Linked DNA regions of Mus musculus: region 2 is linked to region 1. The links are chromatin contacts, called in public promoter capture Hi-C maps. All regions are on one chromosome and are shown on one strand. Each heading gives the region's core, a stretch centred on a gene start, on an enhancer-like site or on the middle of the called end of the contact. The rest is flanking DNA. Distances are from core to core; before and after follow the strand shown. Region 1 holds the start of Atoh8 (atonal bHLH transcription factor 8). Region 2 overlaps Polr1a (polymerase (RNA) I polypeptide A).

Region 1 (7,017 bases), core at 1,259-3,758:
TTTCGGCCTGAGACTCCTGGCTGCCCAAGGAGTCCTGTCATTTGATTCTGATCTGGAAGGAACCCGGCAGACACCAGGCTGGGCTGAGGGAGACCTGTGGCTTTAGCGTCTCAGGTTAGAAGAGCAGAGACAGCCAGCAGTCAAAACAAACAGACAAACCAATGAACCAACCCAGTCTCACTGACGGTCCAGTCCCTCATCTTTGTGTGCTAACGAGCTGCTGGGCTCTCAAGAGTTAGAGGGAGCAGGATAGTTCAGACTCAGGCTTCCGACTCGGTATGGATTCAAACAGCTTTTCTCTCACTCCCTTCTGCTGGCTATTTTCTTCCACCAGAAGTTTTGGTTCTCTTGTGGGCAGAGTGGATTTGCCTCCCTGAATTGTCATAAAGATGAAAGATAAAAAATGTATGTGGTCACTCCCTATGTAGTGGTAATTCTCCGCCCCTGGCTGCCCAGCATGTCTTTCCTGTAGACTAAGTTCTAAGCATTGGCCTTCCCTTCCTTTCCCAGCTTCACTCCTGAGCCATGGTACAGCCATTCAAAGGGTATGGAACCTTCCAGCGGCACTGCTATGCTCTTCCAGCGTAACCTGAAAAAGTTGTCTCAGTTGGGGAGGTTTTACTAAATGAGTGGATTTTCTTGGAGTGTATCTGTGCCATTTCATACAAAGCAAAGATGGAGCTGCTATGAGAACTGAGAGCCTGTTTATCCCAGCACCTCCATGGCTTTGTGAAATTCTTAATGCTGTCTTTATAGGGCCACTCATGCATCCCCAAACCAGATCAGTTCCTTGACAGAGGTCAGTGGGGTTGAGTCTCCTAAGCTTTATACCACCAGGGGGCGCTGCCCAGCTGGTTTCTGTCCAGCTTCTCAAGGAAGCTAACGGGAATCGGAGAACGGGGAGTACCAGGAGAGACCTGGTTTGCATTCAGCTGGCCTCGGCCTGAAATCTGTGGCCTGGTAAGCTGAGAATGGCAGTCACAGGCATTCTTCCCATCAATTAGGCTACTTACATTTCTCTTCTGTTCCTCAGAACACCCTTCCATCCTGTGACTGCCAAGTTCAGATCCTCAAGTTGCCCAAAGGGAGACGTGGGGGTGGTGGGTGTGTCTACCCAACACAGATGTCATCCCTATCACTGCTCTCTTTCCTTCCATTCCGACAAATTACAGTGGTCTTTCCCTTCTTTTGGAAGACATTAGAAAAGGGCTGGGGTTCAGCTTTCGTGGAGCCCGTTGTTAGGAATGGCATCCACTCACGTGGAGGCATCTAACACACTAACTGCCACGGGCAACACAGCTTGTGACTCTGCCCAACTCTAGCTAAGCCCCGAGTTATAGTTTCACTACACCAGTGTGTCAAGGGTCACCATTCAAATGCCATATACGATCTCCTTTCATCCTTTTAATGACACTTGCCTCAAAGGAGACCATTGGAGGAAGGCTCGGTGAAGAGAGCAACTCTACGTGGCAGCACAGGGGAAGGTGTGTGCAGAGGGTCCCGAGAGGGCCTCCCCGTCAGCCTCTTCTTTCTAGTAGGATTTCCAGTGGAATAGGGGCCTGGGGGTCTGGAGAGTGAACTCTACCTCTGGGGCCAATTGGCATCAGGCTCTGTGCTCAATCAATTGTTATCATTCCCAGGAGGAAGGTGTGGTTGTGACCCCTATCCTGGGCATAAGGAGCCAGAGGTGCCGAGGGACAGCACGACGAATGCCAAGGTCGCTCAGTAAATGGCAACCTTGAGCTCTGGACCTAAGAATTCTGTCTGCTTGAGGAGCTGTCCTGCCCTGGCTGATAACATTAGCGCAGCTACTGATGACCTGGCACCTCCTGTGTGGCGGCTTTCACAGCCAGGCTGTGACAAGCATGGGTGTTCTCCAGATTCCTCATTTCATAGATGAGTAAATCTGGGTTTAGCAGGGCGCTTCGGGTAAGATGACTTAAGATCTTCACCGACGTTACATCTGCTAAACCAGACATTTGCATCTCTCAGTTTCCCAATGTCCGGTGTTCTGTTCCTAAGGCCTCTGCCCCAGCAAATAGGGGCAAGAAGGGAGAAGGCCTTCTTGCAGTTGGATGACAATGACCAGCCACTCTGGGGTTCTTCTCTCCCACTTATCTTTCCCTCCCAGAAGCTCTGGGATTTCTCCCTCTGTTGGACAGTTCGGGTGGGAGGTAGAAGGGAAGGTTCTGGATGGGAAAGGTCGGCGCTGCGTCACCCCCACCCCCACCCCAGGCCAACAAGGCTGGGCAATGAAGGGCCACAGCGATTAGCAGCCACGTGCTCGGGACTGTAGTGGACAGTGCGGACTGTTTTTGGAGAGAGAAGGCGCGCCCCCAACTTGGGTAGGGGGCAGAGAGGGCGAGCAGGAGGAGGCAGGTTCCGGCACAAGGCATGAGGGGTGGGGGGAGGCCGAGAGCACGCGGACAAAGGAGGCGGCCCTCAGCCCAGCTGTTTTGAAAAATGCTTCCTGTTTCTTTAAAGGCGCTCGCTGCTCGGGCGGCCTGGGCTCGGGAGGCGGCAGCGGCGGCGGCGGGAGCTGCCTCCTCTCCGGGCGGGCGGCGCTGAGTGATCTTGCGAACTGGGCTTCTGTGTAAACTGAGGCTAAACAAACACAGATGGAGCGCAGCGGGCGTTCTGCAGAAATGCTGGCAGGGCGGCAGCGACTTCAGATGACACTCTGAGCTCTCCCGGGGAACCGGCAGCCTCCAAGGCTTCACGGAGCCGGAGGCGCAGCTGCCCCGGGAGTGGGGGTGCGAGGGAGGGACCCGGGGAGGGAGGGTAGGAGGAGAGAGCGCGGCGACAAGGCGGCGCTCAGCGCGGCGGCCACCCGGCACAGCCAGGCGCGCGGCGTGCAGAGTGATCGCTGCGGGCGCGCGTCCCGGGCAGTCCCACGCCCCAGCCTCACGCCGTCCTCGCCATGAAGCACATCCCGGTCCTCGAGGACGGGCCGTGGAAGACTGTGTGCGTTAAAGAACTGAACGGCCTCAAGAAGCTCAAGCGGAAAGGCAAGGAGCCGGTGCGGCGCGCGAATGGCTATAAAACTTTCCGATTGGACTTGGAAGCTCCCGAGCTCGGCGCCACAGTCAGCACCACCGCCGCCACCAACGGGCTTCGGGACAGGACACAACCGTTCCCGATCGCGACCCCAGTACCAGCCTCAGTGGCGCCGGCGGTTCCTCCAGGTGGAGGCACAGACACAGCCAGGGAATTCCGGGGCATCAGAGCGCCTGAGGTCTCTGACGCGCGCAAACGCGGTTTCGCTCTGGGCACAGTGGGACCGGGACTACCCACGCCACCGCCGCCTCCCGCATCTCAGAGCTTGGCACCCGGGGATCCCGAGGCGCACTCCTTCCGCGAGCAGGCTCTGCGTCCCCGCATCTTGCTGTGCGCCCCTCCCGCGCGTCCCACACAATCCGCGCCTCTCGCACCCCCAGCGGCGCCACAAGAGTCCCCCGTGCGCCCTGCGCCCCCCACGCGCCCGGGGGAAAGTTCCTACTCGTCAATTTCACACGTAATTTACAATAACCACCCGGATTCTTCCGCGTCGCCTAGGAAACGGCCAGGCGAAGCGACCGCCGCCTCAACGGAGATCAAAGCCCTGCAGCAGACCCGGAGGCTTCTGGCCAACGCCAGGGAGCGGACGCGGGTGCACACCATCAGCGCAGCCTTCGAGGCGCTGAGGAAGCAGGTACTCACTAACCGCCGCGGGGTTAGAGTGGCAGAAGTGGGTGGGTGGGTGGTCCCAGGGTCGGAGTTAGGATAAAAGGAATCCCACAAAGCAGGCAGATTAGAGTTATCATTGTTGCAACTTTTTAGTTTGTAAAGTGGGCGAAATCTAGGGATCTCTGGCCTAGACACGCCCCTGTTCCCCAGGAGTAACCGCGTCTGACCTCAGGTCTTGTAGTTGACTTGTGCAGCGAGTATTTGTCTTCTGGTCCCTTGGGCTTGGTGGGGAGTACGGGGGGGGGGGGGGGATGTGGGAATCTTCCCCTGGCAGGGGAAGGGAACAGAGCACGACCTTTCCGCTCTGTGCACTTGGCATGCTTGGGGTCTCGGCCCCCTGTTGGTGTCACCGAGGCACACAGCATCACAGAGGTGCGCTCCTGGGGGCCCTGGAATGTAAAGGGCGACCCAGGAGGCGGGGGTGGGGAGGTGGGGGTGGGGGGTGGGTAGGGGTAGGGGGTGGGGCTTGTCAGCGCCTCTCAGCTCCTGTTTCCATGGTCACTTCAGCTTGCTTCTAGGATCTCTGCTTTACCTAGTTCCCGGAGTCCGTTATGACCGGGCTACAAGGCTGTGTTTCTTTCAAACACAGCTTCAGGAACTTTCCCAGGAGATCCTGCCCACCGCTGCCCTTCCTCTTCACACCAGTCACCTCCTGGGGGGCCAGGAGACTGCTGGGGATTCTCTCAGGGGTCGGGGTGGAGCCAACAGAGCCGAGCTCTGGATAAGCCAGGGGGCTCCTCTTTAGTTACTGGGGGCAGACTGCCCTCACCTGACAGCATCTATTGGGAAAACTAAGGAACATTTGACTAGAGAATTACCATGGCAGAGGGGGCAGCTGACAGTTCCACTTAAGATAAGCTTAGTTCTTCCCCAGAACTCTCTGGTTTCTCACTTTCTTAGAGAGGAGTAAGATCTGCAAAGGGTGTGGGATGGGCCCTCTCATTCAGGTCACATAAGAGGTTGGAATGGGTGGTGGATGTTACTTCTTTAATGGATGAAACTTTTGTTTGTTTGTTCTGCCACTGATTAGCTGTTTGTCTCCTGGAAAGTTACTCAACCTCTCTGGGCTTTAGCCAGTAGCATCTCTCTCGCTCAGACTCCCTTCTATGGGTAAAGTCAGGCATTGGAGACTTAGTCCTTCCATGAGTTGAACATGGGACGCCTAGGAGAAAGTGACCCTAGTGGCTTTTGAACCTGGGTTTGGGAGAAGCGTTTGGTGGAGGCAGGGTGGCTGTCACTGCCTGCAGATACATCAGCTGTTCCCTAGGCTGTGGAGCCATCCATGTCACCCTGGGCCAGCTGCTGTGTGCCTGCATGCCTGCGCAGTGACAACCTGTGGGGTATCTTGCAGATGACAGAGGGCAGGGAGTTGCCTGTATATCTGCTTTGCTTGTGGTGAGGTGAACCCCTCCTGAACTGAGGGGGTTCGTGTGCCCCAAACCTCTCCCTCAGCTCCTTTTCTCTGCCTCCAGCTGCTGCCTTCAACTTTACTTAGGGAGAGCATTCATGCCTGTGTGCTTGCCTGTGTCTCTCGTGTCCTGTGCCTTTTCTGTCTACAAGGACTCCTATTTTATGTAATCTTAACGTCAGGATTGGATAGACCCATTTCATCGTAAGCAATACTGAGGCCAGGGGAAGGTACGAGACTCACCCAAGATCATCTTGTAGTGAGCAGTTCATGGAAAGTTTATGTGGCTACAATCTTCCCACTGGGTGGTGCCCTTGTTGACTTTCAGATGAGGTTTCGTTCTGCTGTCTGTAGGGGAAGTTCTGACACAAGCATCAAATTCAAAGTGTCCTGACGAAGGTTAGCCCAAGTATTTTAAAAGAGACTTAGTGTGCACACAGATGTAGTTAAATGTATGTACATGTGTTGAATATATCTACCCAAAGGACGCTTGTGCGCGCGCGCGTGTGTGCGCGCGCACACACACACACACACACACACACACGTCTCTTGTTTCTTTTTCCTAGCCCCAACCATTCTGTCCTTTCCCTAAAAGGGTTGCTGGGTCCCATTGGACATCATCTTGTTGACTGAGAAGGACAGAGATCTAGAGAAGGGCTGAGACTGTCCCCACCCTGTCCCCACCACCAGGCACTCCCAGGGAAGGAGTGTCTCCCTGCCCTGGAGCTTACCCTCCTGGACTTTCTGTGTGGCTGGGGACAGTCCTCTGTGGGCCTTGGCTGCTCAGGTTGCATCATGACGTTATCCTCTACCTCACATTGAGCTCTTCTGCACCAAGAGCAGGCAAGGTCCATAAGGAAGAAGAAGAAGAAGAAGTCTCAAATGTGTGTCTTCAGGGGCCTGGGCACTGAGCAGGGCAGGGCTCTACAGGACAAGGCAGTATGGATGCTTTATTATACCCCCCTCCTCCTTTTTTTTTTTTTTTTGACAGGGTCTCTCTATGTACTCTTTGTTGGCCTGCAGCTAAACTTGTTATATAGACTAGGCTAGCCTGGAATTTATAGAAATCTCCTTGCTTTTGCATCTGCCTCCTGAGTGCTGAGGTTAAAGGCACATACCACCACACCCAGCTCTTTTGGGATTTTAAAAACTATATTGCTGTGTGTGTGTATAGGTGTGTCTCAGTGTGTGAGTAGAGGTCAGAGGACAGCTTGAGAAATTGGTTCTCTCCTTTTACCATGTGATCCTTGGGGATCGAACTCTGGCCATGGGGCTTGGCAGCAGGCAACCACTGAGCCAGCCAGCCAGCCATTTCGTCGTTCTGATGATAACCACAGAAACGCACCAGGCTCCGTGCTTAGAACCTCCCATGTTCTAGTTGGCTTTGTGAAATAGGTGCTGTCATCACTTCCCCCATGCCCCAGTTCTTACAAGGTGGTTTTGGGGTCTCAGGAAACTTATGTGAACTGGCTGAGGTCTTGTGGTGCTCCCGGTGGCCCCGTAGGCTTTGTGCTGTGCTGCACCCATGTGTCGGCACTCTCGGGTCTTGGCAGTGCGTTCATGGTGTTGTGCAGTTACAGAGCTGTGTGGCCACCACAAAACCTGGATTGAATCAGGGTCAGCGAGTCTTCCCACTGGCCAGCGCTTAACGGCTTTGCTTCCTGGCTTATGTACCGCAGCACCAGGAAGACAGTTAGGTCCCTGCCAGTCATTGCAATCTCCTCTCCTCTCAACCAGGAAGAGCTGGGAGGGAGCTGTGTGCCTGCTGCAGGTGGGACAGAGTCCCTCACGTCTGGGGACGGGGGGTGCAGGGCAGATGGTCAGACCACAGCACTTGCCACCAGCCCAGCTGCACCCAAGCCCTCCTTGCTGCCCCATATGAG
Region 2 (7,017 bases), core at 1,894-4,393, 310 kb after region 1:
ATCCAATCCCGAAAAAAGATAATTCAGAAAGAATCCTGTGTTGAAATAAAGTAACCAACAAGACCATTTAAGCCATTTATGCATAAAAACATAAAAATGTTACTAAGAAAAAAAAAACAAATCAAAACAGGATATGGGATGCTATGCAGAATAAGAAAATACTTCTTATAAAAACAAACAAAGTCAGCCTGGGCATAGGACAGCTTGTATGCAGTAAGATAAGATGAAGATGCTGAGGGCCAACGGTACTTCAGTAAGGAAATGAGCTATGAAGAAACAGGAAGCTTAAGTCACCCTCCCTCCTAGGTGTGGAATCTTACATACATAACAAAATGTTTGCAAGCAGGGGCGTGGTGGCACAGCCTGTAATCCCAGCAGAGGCAGAGGCAGGCGGATTTCTGAGTTCAAGGCCAGACTGGTCTATAAACTGAGTTCCAGGACAGCCAGGGCTACACAGAGAAACCCTGTCTCGAAAAACAAAAAACAAACAAAAAAAATGTTTGCTATTTTGGACTCTGAACAAAATTAATCAAAATAAAAAAAAAAAATCAAGTCAAATAAAGTTTAGTCTCTTAAAAACAAAAGATAATGGAACATCCTTTCTCTATAGGTATGTGAAGAGGGCTCTTCTGCAAACTGGATCAGAGACGTAAGTAAGCTGACCTAAAACTGCTTGGAGAAAATGAACCAAGCCTGAGTAAAGCCTGCCACAGAAAGCACTTAACGAATGCGGTACTTTTCCACTCTTGTAATCCTGGCGATACCATGGTTGTCTATGAGCTTCCTGTGCAGAGACCAATCAGTGCCCAGAGCACTTCCTGTGCAGAGACCAATCAGTGCCCAGAACACTTCCTGTGCAGAGACCAATCAGTGCCCAGAACACTTCCTGTGCAGAGACCAATCAGTGCCCAGAACACTTCCTGTGCAGAGACCAATCAGTGCCCAGAACACTTCCTGTGCAGAGACCAATCAGTGCCCAGAGCACTTCCTTTGCAGAGACCATCGTTAGTGCCCTGACACCATCTTGGAAGATGGCTGAGGACTTCGAGGTCTCTGCACTGGCCATCTTATGTATTCAGAAAGGGGAAGATTTCCCTTTTTGCAGGGAACTGAAACATACAAAAGTTCACTCTGATTCACAGAAGGAATCTGCATAGAATGAATGTTTACAAGATCTTTTTTTTGGGGGGGGGGGTTTCAAGATGGTCTCACTAAGTAGCTTTGGCTTTCTTGGAACTCACTATATAGACCATGCCTTGAACTCAAGAGATCCACCTACCTCTGCCTCCCAAGTGCTGAGACTAAAGGTGTGTGCCACCTGCCCAGCTAAAACATCCCTTTTAGTGGACATCTGAAAAAGATGAGTGACAATAAGCCTTCCAGAATGCAGTAGTGCAGCAGTGACTGGGCTCGGCTGCACCAAGTTCTTGGTAGGGGGTGTGACCTACCTTGCTTCTTAATGGCTCTAAGTCAATGTGCCCTGAAGCTTGCCCCAGACCAGTGGAGAAATTACAGGTGGGAGCTACATTAATTAGAACTTCAGTTAAGGTAGTAAGAGGGTGGACTAATAAAATGATCCAGGAAATCAAATCCACAGACAGACAGACAATTTCTCTAGTACCTTCATTCTTCCAAATGGCGAAAAGGTGTTCTTGGGCGCTGCTTGGGGTCAGGTACCCTCGTTTCCCCATCTGAGCCTTGTCAATTCCTGGAGCTTCCGGCACTCCTTCTGTAGTGAGATAGACCCATATTCCCCCCATTCTTTCAACAACCGTAAACATCATTCTACAGAGAAGCAGCTCCTCAGCCCGGATCTCCACCCACACTCTGATTTCGGGAGTAACGAACACAAGACACTATTATATAAAACCAGAGTGGAAGAATACACCAGGGCATTCCCACTCGCTCATATTACTAACATAACTATTTTCACTTTTAAACTTTCTTTTCTAGTGCTTTGGTTCATGTAAATACCGTACATGACATTGAGACTGTGCCAGGTTGGTGGCACAGGCCTGTCACCCCAGGACTTAGGAGGACGAGGCGGAGGATCATTAGTTCTAGGACAATGTGGGCTACAGTGAGGTATTACTTCAAAAAACCCGAAAATCTTGCATGGATTTATTTTCATCAAAATTCTGTTCATTTGGTGCTATAAGAGGGACACATAGACAATTGCTATATAGCTTTCATCTAAACACTTTTTTGCTTGTTACTGAGACAACCTTAAGTAGCCCAGGTTAGCCTTGAAGTCCTGATCCTCCTGTCTCCACCTCTCAAGTGCTGGGCTTAGTCTATGCAACCATGCCCAGCTCCAATCATCATTTCTATGGCTGCACGATACTCTACTGAGGAGATTTCCTAATTTATTTAACCACACTCTTCTATTTGGACATTCAGATTGATTTCAGTGTTAGCTTTTCTAAATGAACATTATTGGGCTAGGATATAGATAAGTGTTGAATAGGCACCTAGCATGAATGAGGCCTTGGAAGAAAACAAGCAGCATTGTCTCATGGACCCAGGACCCAGCAGAGAGGGTCAGGGAAACAGTAGTAAATGTGGGGAGGTGATTTTTCAATTGTGTGAGTGTGAGGACATATGTGCCACTGTGCACACACACACAGGGAAGCTGTCTTCTCATTGCTTTTGGGAGTTGGTTCTCTTCAGCTACTATGAGTCCTGGGACTAGAACATAGATTTGGGCCCTAAGCACTTTCATCCACTGAGCGCCTGTGTGAAGATGTCTACAGATCTGAATAGACTGATTTAAGAAATATCACACTAGTAGGTGAGGTTGGCTTCTTGGACTAGGCAAGATCCTCTGAGACCCTGATTGCTAGCTCTGCCCACATCAAGTAGAAAATTGTATTGAGGCTCCCGTGTAAGAAGCTGATCTTGACACTGAGATGAGGAACAAAGGTAATTTAAGTATTCTGTAGCCTCACAATTGTGAGCATTTTCTGGGATGCCTTAACTGAAGTGAAGCATTGCTCAATTTTCCCTCCTCTGGATTTATCAAGGAACTGCTGGAGCTGCTTCTCTGAAGCAGGAAGAAAGTCTGCTCAACAGTCAGAGTCCAGGCTGCTGGCAGCCCTGCTGAGCCACGGAATGAGGCGGCGCGCCTGAGGCTCAAGGCGAGGGCTGAAGAGTCTATTGACCATGGTGGAAGGACTAGGGAGGTTTTTGGGCGAGAACAAATGTCTTAGGAGTACACTTCAGCAAATAGTTTCTGTTAGCTTGTGGCTTTGCTTCCCATGGCACTCTGGTACAAGAAGGCAATGAGAAGTACACTCGAGGCTGGTGTGGTAATGACCTGCAGCCCTCCCATATGTGTCTCTTTTTCTTTTTTTCTGTCTTTCCTATAGTCATCCTCACTCCCCACTGTCATGTGTGTACTGAGCACCCTCAAGTGTGGCAAACACAATCACAGCACAGTTCTTTACAGTACAGATGACTGCCAGCTGGTACACACACTTCACATATTCTCAACTAGCCACAAACAATGCTGTTTTGCCCTGTTCTATACTTTTGGTTAGCTTCTCCATTACACTGATTATTTATTTATTTATTGTGGAGTGAGTGTGTAGCCGTGGGCGGGTGAAGGTCAGAGGACAACCTTCAGGAGTCAGCCCTCTCTTCCCACCCTGTGGTTGCTACAGGCTAACTCAGACTGTCAGGCTTGGCAGGAAGCATCTTTACCTGTTGAACCAACCATCTTGCCGGCCCAATTGTGTGCAAATAACATATTTAAGAATTGTTTATGCTGGGTGTGGTAGCACACACCTTTAACCCATCACTTGGGTGGCAGAGGTAAGAGGATCTCTGTGAGTTCAAGGCCGGCTTTATCTATGTAGTGAGTTTCAGATCAGCCAGGACTATGCATCAAGACCCTGTCTCAAACTCCCTCCTCCCTAACCAAAAAAAAGAGTCATTAAATAAAAAACTAACAAGTAAATAAGGAAACAAAACAAAAAACAACCAAAACAAGGACTATCTTCTACAGATTTCTAGTGTCCAGACTTCTGGATGTACCTTATTCTTACAGTTACAGCAAAATATTACCTCAGATGAATGAAAGGAACTGAAAGGCTACTTTATCTTTGGACATGTGCCCCAACTGGAGTTATTATTGAAAATTCTGAACATTTCTGTTTTTAGTGTATTAGCATTTTCTAGGACAATCTAGAGGGTCATGGTTGCAACTGTCAAGCGGTGCTAAGAGAAGATGTTTCTATGGCCGTTTGCAGGTAAGTGGAGGAAAATCCACTCTTGTGCTATTAGCTGCTCACTATCAAAGAACATGTGCCTAAACAGGGTATGGATCCCACTCTAGGTCCTAGGATACAGAAAGGCCATGAGCAAAATAACTGGCAAGTTTCAAATTAGGTTTGTAAGTTATCAGTGCCACCCTAGTGCTGATGGATGCCTACGGCGATCTAAAAGGTTACAAATGAACCAACTGGAAGACGACTTCATGGGAACTCACACTGTGCTTGCTACCCTGAATTTGCTCTACAATAAAAGGTCTATCAAAAACCAGTGCACAGATTTGTATTTACAGCAAACCTTGCTGGAGTCAGCATGGGCTGGGTACCCAGGAATGCATTTCCCTGCCTACTCCATAGTCCCAAGCCCTGGACAAGGCTCACCCATGTTATCTGCTGTGCATTGTCATGGATGTGGTGGCCTCAGCTCGGGGTGGCCTCTGCTACTGCCACTATGTGAGCTGCCAACAGGTCTGAGAAGCGGCCTCTCTGAGCCTCTCACGGCACACACCAGAGCCAACCGCAAGCTCAGGCTGCTTTTTCTGACTTGGCATACGGAATATACGATAAAAAAGGAATCGGAGGGTCTAGTACACGCACAGCAAAACACGTACTCGTCTCAGGACTTCTCAAAATACCTTATTTAATTCTCATTTCAGAATTAAACAACAAAAACCACATTAAAAAAGGAAAGTTGCTCATCCCGGCTTTTTCTCTACGACCCAAATGTGGAGCATAAGACACCTCTGACTACAGGGACCGTGGCGAACTGTCAGGAGTGACTGGAAGGAAGTCCTCAGGTTTTACTGAGTTCTTTCAATTTTTAAATATTATTCAAAATAAATCCTTGCTTGCTACATAGTGAAATACTTAAAACACTTGCCAGGCAAAACTAAAAGTTCTTATTCAGTAACCTTTGGATTGCTGGGTGTTGTGACACATGCCTGTAATCCCAGAATTTCAGCATGATCAGGAGGTTAAGGTCTGTATCTAGTACAAGAAACGCTATCACAAAACAAAACAAAATCTTTCAAAGAAACAACCACATCCTGCTAGCACTAAAAGGCAGGATTGAGAGTCTGACATCAGCCTAAGATCTTGTCTCAAAACACCCAACCCAAAGCCAATGATTTGAGAACGTAGGCACCTGTAAGCACTCTCATAGCACGGCCTTGCTGCTGCCCCTTCCCAGTGACAGCCCTGGGGTGGGTCTTCCCCAAGCTCTCCCTCCCAGAGGCCTCAGGAGGCTGAAAGCACCTGAAGCCACAGGTGAGAACGTGGCCGACGCGGCTGCTTACCTGGGAGTTCTGTGCCCTCCTGGTCTGATTTCTTGTGCACCGTGGCTGGGTATGTGATGATTAGTTTACTATTGTGCTCCTTTCGAACCACCGACCGTCCCGTCCTACACACAGGGAGATTTGCAGAGAGAAACAAAGCCGCGTGAGACATTCAGGAACACTGCTGAGTGACTGGCCAAGGCCACCTCAAACAGGGGACGGGAACGACTGAGGGCCAGCACTCACTTGCAGTGTGGACACTGCTTCGCAGCCATGTGTGTCTTCCAGAACTGAGCGACAAGTTTGCTTCTGCTCTCGCACACATTTTTCACCTGTTTCAAAAGCCAGAGAATATTAGAATGACTTATTTTTAGGTAAGGTCTCACTTTGTAGCCCAGACTAGTCTCAAATTTGTCACCTTGCTTCAGCCTCTCACGAAACGGGATTATACATGTGTACTGCTGTACCTGCACCAGAGTGCTGCTCTGAAGAGACTCCAATCTGGATTTTATGAATGGTTTTTTACTTTTTATTTGACTAAAGAAGATTGCCCTGTGGTGGTCTGAATGAGAAATGTCCCCATAAATCCAGGCATCTGAACACTTACTTCGTCCCTTTCTGGTGGCACTGTCTGGGACGTTATGGAAGCTTCAGGAGATGTGGTCTGGCTGGACGAGGTGCATCAGTGGGGGCCTGCCCTACTTCCGGTGTGCTTTCTGCTTCATGCTTGCAGCTGCGACTGGGAGACTGGTCTCTCAGTCTGGGGCCTCCTGCCATTACAGCTCCACCACTGGAGCAGTACGTGCAGAAAAACTCCTTCGTCACAGCAGCAGCAAACAGTAACTAAATACACCCTCACTTGACAAAAGCGTCCCACAAAATAGTCTTTCATATAGCTTTCTGTGTGGCCTTATTAAAGGTAAACCAAACATCAAGGAAAAGGCACTGATGTTCCTCAAGATGCACTTTTTGGTCTTGAAATTGCCAACTGCATCCGATTCCCTAGCACACAGATGATGCTGTCTTTGATGAAGCCGGGTATCCGCTGACAATGATGCAGAGCCTTTGACTCGGGAAACATTAATACCTCTATGTGGGCCAGTACTTGTTCTTACTCTATGGTTTATTTGTCACTCGGGCAATCTCTGCATTCTTGGTTTATTTACTAAATAACAGAACCCATCATTCTCATGTACACTGCCCTCGGGTCTCTCTTGCTAAAGGAACAGACCTGCTCCTAAAGGGATACAACTTTAAAGAGGATACAACTTTTTTTTTTTTTTAAAGATTTAAGTACACTGTAGCTGTCTTCAGACACTCCAGAAGAGGGAGTCAGATCTCGTTATGGATGGTTGTGAGCCACCATGTGGTTGCTGGGATTTGAACTCCGGACCTTCGGAAGAGCAGTCGGGTACTCTTACCAACTGAGCCATCCCACCAGCCCAGGACGTATTTTTAAAGATGTACTGACA

The links. Promoter capture Hi-C pulls out the DNA fragments that hold promoters and counts their contacts.
Region 2: a contact with region 1 is called in a promoter capture Hi-C map of liver, with 4 times the contacts expected there. The contact joins the enhancer-like site here to the promoter of Atoh8 in region 1. A contact is called at or near these places in 21 of 39 promoter capture datasets (the 3T3-L1 cell line, 3T3-L1-derived adipocytes, the C10 cell line and 14 more), 2 of 15 datasets of contacts at CTCF or cohesin (the NIH/3T3 cell line and large pre-B cells), 19 of 484 Hi-C or Micro-C datasets (the AML12 cell line, the C2C12 cell line, Sertoli cells and 11 more), 17 of 115 datasets of contacts at active chromatin or transcription factors (the NIH/3T3 cell line, astrocytes, bone marrow-derived dendritic cells and 11 more) and 4 of 9 other capture datasets (adipose tissue, embryonic stem cells, liver and 1 more).

Annotation. Positions count from the first base shown.
Region 1 is chr6:72,231,068-72,238,084 of GRCm38.p6, reverse strand. Atoh8 (atonal bHLH transcription factor 8) reads left to right here and starts at 2,508. Exons shown (of 3, transcript NM_153778.3): 1 at 2,508-3,691. The coding sequence starts at 2,921. It overlaps Gm52906 (a long non-coding RNA gene), which reads right to left and starts at 6,463. Exons shown (of 3, transcript XR_003956452.1): 1 at 6,372-6,463; 2 at 5,866-5,962; 3 at 5,357-5,524.
Region 2 is chr6:71,919,302-71,926,318 of GRCm38.p6, reverse strand. Polr1a (polymerase (RNA) I polypeptide A) reads right to left here. Exons shown (of 34, transcript NM_009088.3): 5 at 5,792-5,877; 6 at 5,567-5,670; 7 at 1,622-1,729; 8 at 1-35. It also overlaps the pseudogene Gm19078. Among named protein-coding and RNA genes, the nearest start is that of Polr1a, 14 kb to the right of the region's middle. Within about 2 kb of position 3,143, at least 5 of the 459 cell types and tissues checked have an H3K27ac peak or open chromatin away from gene starts, as enhancers often do.